Regions from separate parts of the Zea mays genome. Here region 1 is linked to region 2. The links are chromatin contacts, called in public Hi-C maps. All regions are on one chromosome and are shown on one strand. Each heading gives the region's core, a stretch centred on a gene start, on an enhancer-like site or on the middle of the called end of the contact. The rest is flanking DNA. Distances are from core to core; before and after follow the strand shown. Region 1 has its middle 47 kb from the start of LOC100272818. Region 2 has its middle 84 kb from the start of LOC100274906.

Evidence for each region. A called contact is a pair of places that touch in the nucleus more often than the background predicts.
Region 1: a Hi-C map of ear shows a contact between it and region 2, with 2.9 times the contacts expected there. The contact joins two enhancer-like sites. A contact is called at or near these places in 3 of 25 Hi-C or Micro-C datasets (ear, endosperm and leaf).

Annotation. Positions count from the first base shown.
Region 1 is chr6:70,920,143-70,925,802 of Zm-B73-REFERENCE-NAM-5.0, forward strand. No RefSeq gene overlaps it. Among protein-coding and RNA genes, the nearest start is that of LOC100272818, 47 kb to the left of the region's middle. Within about 2 kb of position 4,294, at least 16 of the 20 cell types and tissues checked have an H3K27ac peak or open chromatin away from gene starts, as enhancers often do. A contact at or near this core is called in ear and leaf, where this site is marked.
Region 2 is chr6:70,592,412-70,597,863 of Zm-B73-REFERENCE-NAM-5.0, forward strand. No RefSeq gene overlaps it. Among protein-coding and RNA genes, the nearest start is that of LOC100274906, 84 kb to the right of the region's middle. Within about 2 kb of position 2,245, at least 18 of the 20 cell types and tissues checked have an H3K27ac peak or open chromatin away from gene starts, as enhancers often do. A contact at or near this core is called in ear and leaf, where this site is marked.

The DNA of each region.
Region 1 (5,660 bases), core at 3,044-5,543, 330 kb after region 2:
TGAAGAGTCGGTCTCGTAGTAGACCACCTTCTTCATTTTCTTTATCTTCTTGTCACCCTTCCTATGTGACTTGATGGAGGATGCAGATTCCTCCTTGTACTTGTCGCGGGACTTACCTTATAGGAAGTTGGGTGAAAGAGTGCATACTAATAGGCTATATTAAAGCATTATGGGATCAAGCAGTAGTTGATTCCTGTGATCGTAGGATCATGCATGCATCATGTTCAAACAATACTAAGTATTTTTCCCCTAGTTGTAGTTGAAATGGCACGCACAAAGACCACACTCCAGAAAGCAACTGGACCTCAGGGTGTGCCCCATCATCAGTTGGCTCCTCGCCATGAGGGTAGCAGCAGTGGGAGCAAACTGGCCCGGCTCGGCTCTTGCTGGGTGTGGTGGCTCAACTCATGGTCGCAAGGGGAGGCGGCTCGATCGCGGGCATGCATGGGAGGCATATCGCGCTAATCAGCTCAAGGTCACGGGCGGGCGGGCTAGGTCGGGGAGACGCGCGAGGCACGCTAAGGTGGCTCGCTCAGTCGGCTCGGGGCAAGGCGGGCGCACTGGGTTGGGGTCACGCACGAGGCATGCTGGGTCGGGTCCAGGTGATCGACCCCTGGTCTATCGCCTTAGATGATGAATAGATCCACCCTATATATAAATAGGTGTAGACAAAGTCCACGACGAGCAAGCCAGCGAGACGGAGCTGCCGACCAAGTCTCTGCACCCACGAGATGGAAACCTGAACCCAGTGATGTGAGCCCACGCACACCGCGACACGATGCATCATTGCCTTGCCACAACCAAACGTGCGCACACTGCACGAGACAAGCCCCGAGGAAGACTTCAACATAGGAGTCCCAATAGTACCGCGCACAGTGGAAAAGACGAGACAGCATGACATACCAAACGTATTTATTGTGTATGATGGGAGAAAACACAAGGCGTGTGGTGGACGGAGCCACACCATGTACAACCGTGTCCATAGATAGACTCGCGGACAATATTAAGGCATTCTAGCATTCAGCCAACATTAAGTTATTTTAGAGTCCAAGCAAAGTCATTCTAGTAAACATTAAGTTATTCTAGTAAATATTAAATCATTTTCCAGAAAAGGTTAAGTTAATTTTTTCAGCCATTTTTTCATGTTTTTCTGAGACATTTATTTGTTATTGGTTCAGTCATTCTAGAAAATATTAAGTCATTCTAGCGTCCAGACGACATTTAAGTCATTCTAGGTAACATTAAGTCATTCCAAAGTCTAAACATCATTAAGTTATTCTAGTAAACATTAAGTTATTTTAGGTGACGTGGCTCGGCTCATGGTAAATAACTGGCTAAGTCTCCATCGAGCAAGCGAGCGAGGCGGAGACACCGACGAAATCCCGCCGAGCAAGCATGCAAGGCGGAGCTGCCAACCAAGTCTCTGCACACACGAGATGGAAACCTGAAACCAACAAAATGCATCATTGCCTCGCCACGACCGAACGTGTGCACACTGCACGAGACGAGCCCCAAAGAAGACAGCATGTCCTAACAGTACCGTGCACATAGGAAAAGACGAGACAACGTGTCATTGTCATGTGCACGTGCCCTTCCTTTGGCAAAGAGAATACAAAAAAAAAAATCGGATGCCAAAGGGATACAAAGAGAAAAGAGATCCTGTAAACAAAGACTGTGCTATGGTTCATGAAAATGAGACTCCTGGTCCAGGACAGTACGCCCTTCATTATTTGGTCCTATGTACATGTCCACATATTTAGATTATGATGACTTTGGTAGTAGGCACAACAAAATGCTCCCAGTAGTATGCATATGTAACCTAACTAAAGCTGATGCAGTAAACTGCCACCGATTGGTGTTAAAGCAGCTAGAGCATAGGTCTACTGAAAATGACGAGAGAGAGAGTCTTGGTCCTGTACTCACGTGTCCTCCCTTCGGCGAATGGATCAGATCGATGCCAAAGGGAGAGAGAGGATCTTGCATGCTTGTAAACAAAGGCTGTCCTAAACTTCATGAAATTAAAACGAGTGGCCTTCCTTTGGGAAAATAAAGAGAGGGAAAAGAAATACCAAAGGTAAAGACGACAGAGAAAAGGGAGGGGAATGTATTATATGTAAGCAAAGACTGTCCAAGATCCAGAAGAGCACATGGCTAACAATAATCTACTAAACCTTTAAAGCTTCGTGCCCTCTCCCCACACTCGTACGTATGGTTGTTTGGTAACGGAGAGATATATTAAATACATATACAAATAATTCAAAACCCATGGTCAACTAACTAGTCCTTATTTATAGATGAAACTCGCTGTAAAAGGAGGCCAAATATGCCACAAACGAGATTCCATTTGCATCTCTATCTTCACTTTGTCCTGTAATACTAGATTTGTTCATTTCTAACGTAGCTTTGGACAACTCCAGCACTCCTCTACTACTACGTATTTTCGACTTTATTTGATGCCTTCCTTCTTCCCAAGGAAAGTACATGTTCCCTACACCGTGAAGAAACATAATGCATGTTAGTATGGATCTCGCCGGAGTTAGTCCGCTCGGCGGGCTCGATCTCTGTGGTCGTGTGGACGCTTCGTGGTCTAGGGCCAGACGGTCCGCGACCTGTACAGCAGGAGAGGGGTTTCCTGCGCCGAGCCGGACGGTCCACGCCTGGTGGCCAAACAATCCCCATGTGCACAGGGCTGGCGACGTTTGCCAACGGCACCTGGATCTCGCCCCCCTAGGAGGGACCCTATCAGGAAGGAGAGATACTAGAGTTTGTCTTAGGATCGGCATGTCATCCAAGACGCCTTTAGACGACGTAGAGTCGCAAAGAGGTGAAGATTGAGATGAAGAAAGCTACGTTTCTAGATACTCGTAGGGAAAGAAAAGTAAAGGAATTGATAAACGAGTTGATTGGTTCGATTGATGATTCCCGCAATTGGTCGTACTCTTTCATATATAGAGAGGCAAGGTTTGTACCCGTTCCTAGGCATTTCCCAACAGGATCCGTGAGTTTAGATGGATAAATACGCGCGGAAAGGGGGTTAATTACACCTGATCTGATCTAATCGCGGACCGTTCGTGGCCTGGACTGTCCGGCCATAGTGTCGAACCGTCCGGCCATGCCTAGTGCCGCAAATGGTGCTCAACACATGCCACTGCCTTTTGGAAAAGATGGGCGAACCAAAAGCACTAGCGCAGGCTGGAAGCATCTTACCATATACTGGGATGTTATTTGTTGGGAGTCTCCTCTGCCGAAGGTCCTCATGACAAAGGAATCGTCTACAACCAAAGGGACTGAGCGCCGAAGCTGCAACAGGCATGCGCAAAGCGCCGAAGGATTATAGCTTTGGCTCAAGATGGTTACGAAGGTCAGACGTGACATTGAGCCAGTGAGGAAAAGACTCGTTAATCCTTGATACTTGTATTAGGGTAATGTGTAGGTATCAGGGCCATAAATGTACTTTTGCTTGGCCTGTGTTCCTTGCATGTAAGACCTAAATTTGGTAGGAAAAAATAATAATAATAAAATAAATATATGAAGAAAATAAAATAGCAAATTCAGACATCTCAAATCATACTTGAGTTATGAAAATTGAGGACAGAATCTTGAAAACCAAGAACTATTTTAGAAGAGGAGTAATAGAGAATTTTTCTATTCAACCAAATGATTATGTATTTCATGAAATGATGCACCATAAGCAATCATTTACATGAATATTTAATGTTGAAGTAACTTTAATCCCAATTCCACCATCAAAATACTATTTTTTTTAAAAAAAGAACAATAGGAGTGTTTTTCATGGTTCTAACATCTATCAAATAAATAAAATAATTAAAATAAATATATATCTATCGCTTCATAATTGATTTTGATTATGTATTAATGATTTGAGTTCTTAAACTTTATTTTGACTCAAACTTGAAATTTGTAAATCAAATATAAGATAGAAAATAAATAAGAAAAGAAATGGAGACGAAAAGAAAAGAATATTATACAACACCAAAACAAAAATATAAATAAATAAATTTATCTCATGTTTGGGTATAGTCAAGTTGCACTTTTAATTTACGGGTAAATTTGACACAAGAATGGAATGTAAATTTGAAATGGAAATATGAAATTGGAGAGGAAGAAAAGAGATTAGGAAATAAATAGAAAAAAGAAAGGAACACCTGTTCACTTGGGCCAAAAGCTTCACCACTCGGCCCATTTCCTGTTGCGCAGCCCAACCCTCTATGAGCTCCTGGCGCCGACCGCGCGGGCCCAAGTGCAGCCTCTCACCCCCGCGCTGCGCTCTGCATTCCACTGGCCGATGGGCCCGACACTGGACTCGCCCGCGTGAGCGCGATGCCGCTGTTATGTGGACCCAGGTTGCCAGCTCCGTCTCCTTCTCTGTAACGGATTCACCGAGCTTCCTGGGAGGATCGCGGATGGCCGGTTCGGTCAGATTTCTCCTCCCTTTCTCTGCTCAGCTGCGTAACTGAATCGCGCCAGGATCAGACTTCGGGAAAATCACCGAAGACCCTCGCCCGCGCGGACGCAGCAACCCTGCCGCAATCTGCGTGTGCCTCTCACCTGCCCCGGCTACTATCTCGCGGCCTATAAGACTCGGCCAGTGCCTCTCGTCCAGGGATATGACCTCTCCCTCAGGGTACCTGCACCCTCTGCTACTGCCCTCAGCACCGCAGTAATTCCATTGCCGTTCTGCCATAGTCGTGACCCGAGAGGGGAAAATCGCGCCGCCGCCGTGGGATTCCCATCACCGCCTCCGCTTGGGTGCCAATCCCTCGCCTGCAAGCTTCGCAGTGCCGGGGGAAAGATTTCCAAAGACCCGCCACCAAGGATTGGTCGCTGGGGCTCCGGGGATTCGTCGTCGGTGTTGCGTCCCACCGCTTGTCCGCTCCTTACCGTGATCGGGCACCACCTCGTCTTGGGCTAGTAAATGTGAGTCTCCCCTATGTTCGTCTCCCTCCTCTCAGCGTGTTGCTCCATCGAATTGAGGTATAGGGTAGTGTATCGCGTGGACGGGGATGAACGGCAATGGCGCCACCGTGTTCTGGTTAGTATGCGCGGCGGCCGGCGGGGCGTCTGGTGAGAGTGATAGTGGTGGGAGGCGTGCGTCGTTGGATTAGATGCCTGCGGCTGCGATTAAATCTGGCGTACCGATTTGGACCAGGAAGATCGGGGCCGTCGGATTTTGTGACAACGCTCCTGATTAGATCACGGCCATTTCGTTTCACCACCGTAGATCAATCAACGGACGGTCTAGATTTAATCAGGCGTACCGTTTCGATCTGGCGCGCCTTGACCGTCGATCGGCGATCGATCGGTTTCCGGATGATCCGTTCTGCTTTGGATCCATGCCGTCGATTTTTAATCCTGTGGCTGTGCTGATGTAGCCATCTGCGTGGTGATCAGATCTAATCTGATCCCTTAAGTTTCGATCTGACGGTCCTGGTCAGCGGATACCCCTTCGCGGGACAGATTCGAATAAGAGCCCTTATGTTTTTATAGAATAAAACCCGCAGTCCACAACAGGGGAGTTCTGAGTCTATAGACATTTTATACTTTCACCCCGGTGCTCTCTGAAAATTGATGCGCAATCCAGATAATAAAGAAAACCATATAAATAATATCAGAAATTGATTTTAACACAAAAAAAATTA
Region 2 (5,452 bases), core at 995-3,494:
GAAGCTTGGAGGTAGCGACAGGATTTTGAAGAATCCAGGGGCGGCGGCGCCAGAAAAATCCCAGGGGAGGGGGCGGCGGAAGGATATGGACGGCGGGATCATTCTCTTTTTTTTTTCTTTTTTTTCTTTTTTTAGAGGTCACAGATATTTTAGATCGGGATTTTTAGTGATGATTAAAGAGTCGACGCGTAATACAGCTATACATCTTATTTTCCGAATCATGAAGCATAGAGTTAGAGGAATAACAGCTTAGACGGTTCTGTTCGAATCTCGTTTGGATAATTTTCGTGACTATTCCGGCCACGATGTAAACGGATCAAATTGCAACGAGTTCGGCTTCGGTATTTTAATCTGCTCTACGTGATTAGCCGAAGCCAAATCCGCTAATGCATACGCGATTTCGTCGTCAAAACAACGTGCTCAAGGATAAATTGAATCATATCCTCGCGTACGATTTCACTCAGACGACGCACGATTCGGATTATTTTGCACTGAGTATTTTAGTCGTCGAGTTCAAATTAATCTGTCCGAGATAAAAATCATCCAAGTGAGTCGGGCTTCTGAATTCGGATTTGCGCGAGCGATGAATTTTAAATAATCACTGGACTCACTGATTTTCGGAACAACGATGTTCAAAACATCACGAAAATTTAGGACGAGCCCGGACCGATAAAAATGATGTCGAACTCGCGACAGACGAAACAGATGCGATATTAAAAGCATGATAGGCGAAGATATTTAAAATTTAGCATCTGTTTTATCCACTGATATTACGCGCTTAAATCCATACTCGTTGTCGAGTGGAATATAAACACCTAGGGTGTTACAGCGGCCGTCATCGGGATGTAGATCCTTCACCGCGGTTGCGCCACACCGTAGGACATTGTAATACCCACTTGGTAAGAAAAGTCTAAAAGGAGAAATTATATTTCATTATATATATGTGTTGTCCCTATTTATTATTTCATGTGGACACCTCACTTACACCAATAAATAATTAACAAAAGAACACTCAAATAAATCATGCATCATGCTGGAATTTTGTTTTGTGTGCATTGTGTGACAATATGAAAATAATGTGACAAGGAATTTATTAAAGTCAAAAAGAAAGAAATTTAGAATCTAAAAGAAACTCTAGAATATAGAAAAGAGAAGCAAACAAATATTTCGTAGATAAAAATAAGGAAATAAAAATATATTTCTACATTAGGGTTTAAACTTGTATAATTGGTTCAAAAGAGAAACTCAGACTCAAATTCAAATTTGTATTCAAAATATTTATGAATAAAACAGAAAATTAAAAAATTAAAAAAGAAAAGAACCTCACCTGGGCCTCGGATCCTTCATTCGGCCCACCAGGAACCCCCTCCGCGCCAGCCCACATCATCTCCGCGCAAGTCTCCTGGCCATTCTGTGTCGCGTGGGGCTCTGCCGTCAGCCACGTCGGACCCCGCGCGCGCTGTTGTCAAACCGGGCCCGCGTTCTATTCACACATCACGATTGTGTCTCTATCTAGAGGACCCGTTCGGTCAGCCCTCTTCCCCCTCAATAGCGCGCGAGTCTGGCGGGCGCACTGATTTCTCCGGGATGGGATCGTGGCCGGAATTCTCTCCTCCTCACAGTATAATGCGTGTGTGCCCCGCGCTAGCCCCAATCCATCCACGCCCTGAATTGTAGGCTCGTGCGCTCACGGCCAGAGAGGAGCACCACCAGATATCGTCGTGAACGCGCAGCGGATGTAGCCTCGAATTTGTTCATCTTGGGCGTGGAATCTCGTCGCAGAGCTTCCCTTGGGCTTGCCGAAACGATTTGGGGCATCTCCGTGCGGGATTGGCGACCGGAGCGACGGGGATTTCTCGCCGGGGTCGCTGCATCGCTGTTGAGCCGCGCCAATGCGTGGGCAGAGCCACCGCCTGCCCGAATTGAGGTAACAAAACCGCCATCTAGTTCGCCTTTCCAGTTGCATCGTGTATCGCGGTCCAAATCACGACTTCGGGCACGGGAGCGCGTAGTTGCTAGCCTCTGCCATGGCTCCGCCGTGGAGCTCGGGCACGGCCACCGCCGTCTCCTGGCCGCGGAGTAGAAGACAAGATTCGTGCCGTCCGATCGGGATTGACGGGCGTAGATTAGATCACGTGAGAAAGTACACCGGACCGTTGGATTTGGATCCAATAGCGTGGATTAGATCATGGGATTGGGGAAATTGGACCGTGGATCTCAGATCCAACCGCTCTGGTCGCGTACCGTTTCAGTTTATGGAGGATATAATCCGGGCCCTCGGTTCTGGATCTAGCGGCCAGAAGTCACCCGTACCCCTTCGTCCGCGACAGTTTTGCACATAAGACCCTCTGTTTTAGGAAAACGAACCCGCCGTCCATGCAGAGGTAGTTCTGAGTCTTGGAAATATTTGCACCATAGACCCTGGACTCTCTGGAAATTGATTCGAGGTCCAGACAGTGAATTATATTCATAAAATCAGTTAGAAAATGAATTTTAGTTTTAAATTTATTGCAGAAACTTGATAAATTTATAGAAAATTCATACTTGGTCCAAATTAATCCATTCTAGTTTCTAAAATTTTGTAATATTATTCTCTATCACTAAAAGTCTCTGTTTTGACATGAAAACAGTAAGAAAATTAATTTCCCATTTAATCCTATTTTAAGCACATAAAACCTTTAGAAATTCATATCTTAAAATCTATAACTCCAAAAATAACGATTCATGTTCCTAGGATTTTATTTTAATGTGTAGTTTACGTTTATATATTTTGTTTACATGTTTGGTGTGATGTTAATATTCTCAATACATTGTGCTTGTTTGTATTGTGGCGAGTAGAAGAACCTGTGACTTAGGATCCTGGTGACCAGCAGATAGAAGTAGCTGAGCAGGAGCTCATTGAAGGCAAGTTGTGCCCTTGACCACTTTTTACCCAATAATGTTCTTTAATACCACTTATTCATGCATAGGTTTAATTTTGATGGGACTCGATAGGTCACCCTAGACTGTTTATCTCTTTACCTTGTTATCCCGGAATCACATGGGTAGTTTTGCTATTGCTTTACATGGTTTTGGGATAATCTTTCATTATATCCATGTTCCAGTTATTTTGTTATTCTATTTATGTTCATGTCAAGATCATTAATGTTAATTGGAACATGAAGCTTAACTTGAGAAACACGTGCCGCCACAAGGGTAGTATGGAATGCCCTTGGCTGACTAATTAGGAAAGCTAGTGGAAGACTATCTTACCCAAAAGGGGCAAGGGCAGTAGGGGAGTTGCATGCAAGAAGGTTCTCGGGTTGATTTTGCTGCGATGGCAGTCAGACAGGAGATTCTTGCAAGTGCTCTTCCCATAAACTGTAGCGGGTTTTCGGAAGCTAGTGGAACTTTGTAAAGGCCTCATAGTGTTGCCCTGCCTCGCTTCCTTGGTAGAGGTGTATGGGAGTCGCGATCCCTTGGCAGATGGGTAATATGACTTGTGGGTACAGGGTACAACCTCTGCAGAGTGTAAAACTTGTATACTAGCCGTGCTCGCGGTCATGAGTAGCTCAGGACTCTCGCATGATTAATTTATGGAACTTAAATTCAATTTGACATTTGCATGGGATTATTTATTAATTTTGTTCTATTACTTTTATTATGGTTTGGTATTTACTTACATTTAGTAACTGCTAATAAAATTTTGACCAACTAATTAAAAGCAATGCTCAGCTTTAACCCCTGTTGTTGATTAGCCTTACCCATCACATGAACTTCCACATTTGGTGAGTTCATGCCCACTGGTTTCCCCACAACTTGTTGAGCTATGATCATGTGTGAGCTCACCCTTGCTGTCTCAGAACCCCCCACACAGGAGAAGAACAGGTGGTTCAGGAGGAGCCACAAAGCGAGGAGTTTGATCTGATCTAGGTGGTGTTTCCCAGTTGACTTGCGCTAAGGATGATCCTTAGTTCATTTTATATTTATCTTTTATTTTGTAATAAGACTTCCGCTATGTAATAAATACTCTGATGTTATTGTGATATTTATCTCTGTACACTCTGTTATTATTTATGTTGTCTTCTTGGCGCATGTATGAGATGCACCCGGCTGTGTTCCTTAAAGCCCGGGTGTTATAGAAGTGGTATCAGAGGAAATGTTGACTGTAGGACGAAACCTAGATAGAATTGGACAACCCTTAGCTACTTACCTTACTCTGATTCATTCTTACTTATCTTGATCATGTCTCACCTTTTGCTGTCATACTCTGATTATTCTTATCTTTTCTATTCTAAGACAAGATGGATTTCACACCTTGGAATCCTACAGATATGATCTTTTTAAGAGATAGGGAACCTAAGACAAAATTAAAACTATTTTCTTTATTTAAAAATGTTGGTTGGATTTTCTGATGATAAATGCCTGATTTGCTTCTTTGATTGATTGAATTATTATAGATGGACATCTTAGCATGTACCACAATATGGTATTGAGTTAGCTTTAGTAGGTAAAACATTAATCTGCTTAGCTAAAGAATTCCCCCAAAGTAACATGATTCGTAACTACTTGCCTTGTCTACTATTCTCTCTTACCATATGTTTCTAACTCAGATGGTCAATATCAGGAAGGGTGGTGGAATTGATCTACCTCCCAATCGGCACACTCGGAGGATATTTAGACAACCCCAGCCACAACCAGTGAGATGGATCCTCCACCGCCTCCACCAGCAGGAGTTGACCCAACTGTTGTAACACAAATGAGGATAATGCAACAGATGGCTGACACTATGGCAGATATGCACGCGCAGATGCGGTAGGAACGCCAAGAGATGTGCCAAGAGCGAGAAGATATACGACAAGAGATGCGCCAGGAGCGAGAGGAGATACGCTAGGAGAAAAGGGCGCAGCAGCAACAACTGCAACAACTGCAACAACAACAGCAACATCAGCAAGCACCACTGCCTCCACCTTGAAAGTTGCCTAGAGGGGGGGTGAATAGGCAAGTTAAAACTTTTTCAACAAAAACTAGAAACAAACTAGGTAAAACCGTCCGGTGTCAAAACCGGTCCAACCGGTTTGAACGAGCTCAACTAAAGAATGAGATATAAAACTGAATTGATCTCAAAATTCACCCTGTTAACTTTGGAAATGAGATGTTCTAAATTATCCACAGGGTTCAAAGTAGCAGATCTGAGAAGGGCAGTTCTCAAAATCCACACACCAAAAAGATATGAACAAATCTTCCACGGAAGGGTGAGAGAACGAAGAACACAAACAAACACAATGAGCAAGAACACAAGAGACACAAGATTTATCCCGAGGTTCGGTCACACCACAAAGGTGCCCTACTTCCTCGTTGAGGCGCCCACAAAGAGCCGGGTCTCTTTCAACCCTAATCCTCCCTTTGCCGACCACAAAGGTCAAGCCCACACAATAATCTTTGCTCAAACGAGCGGGTAATACAAACTTTC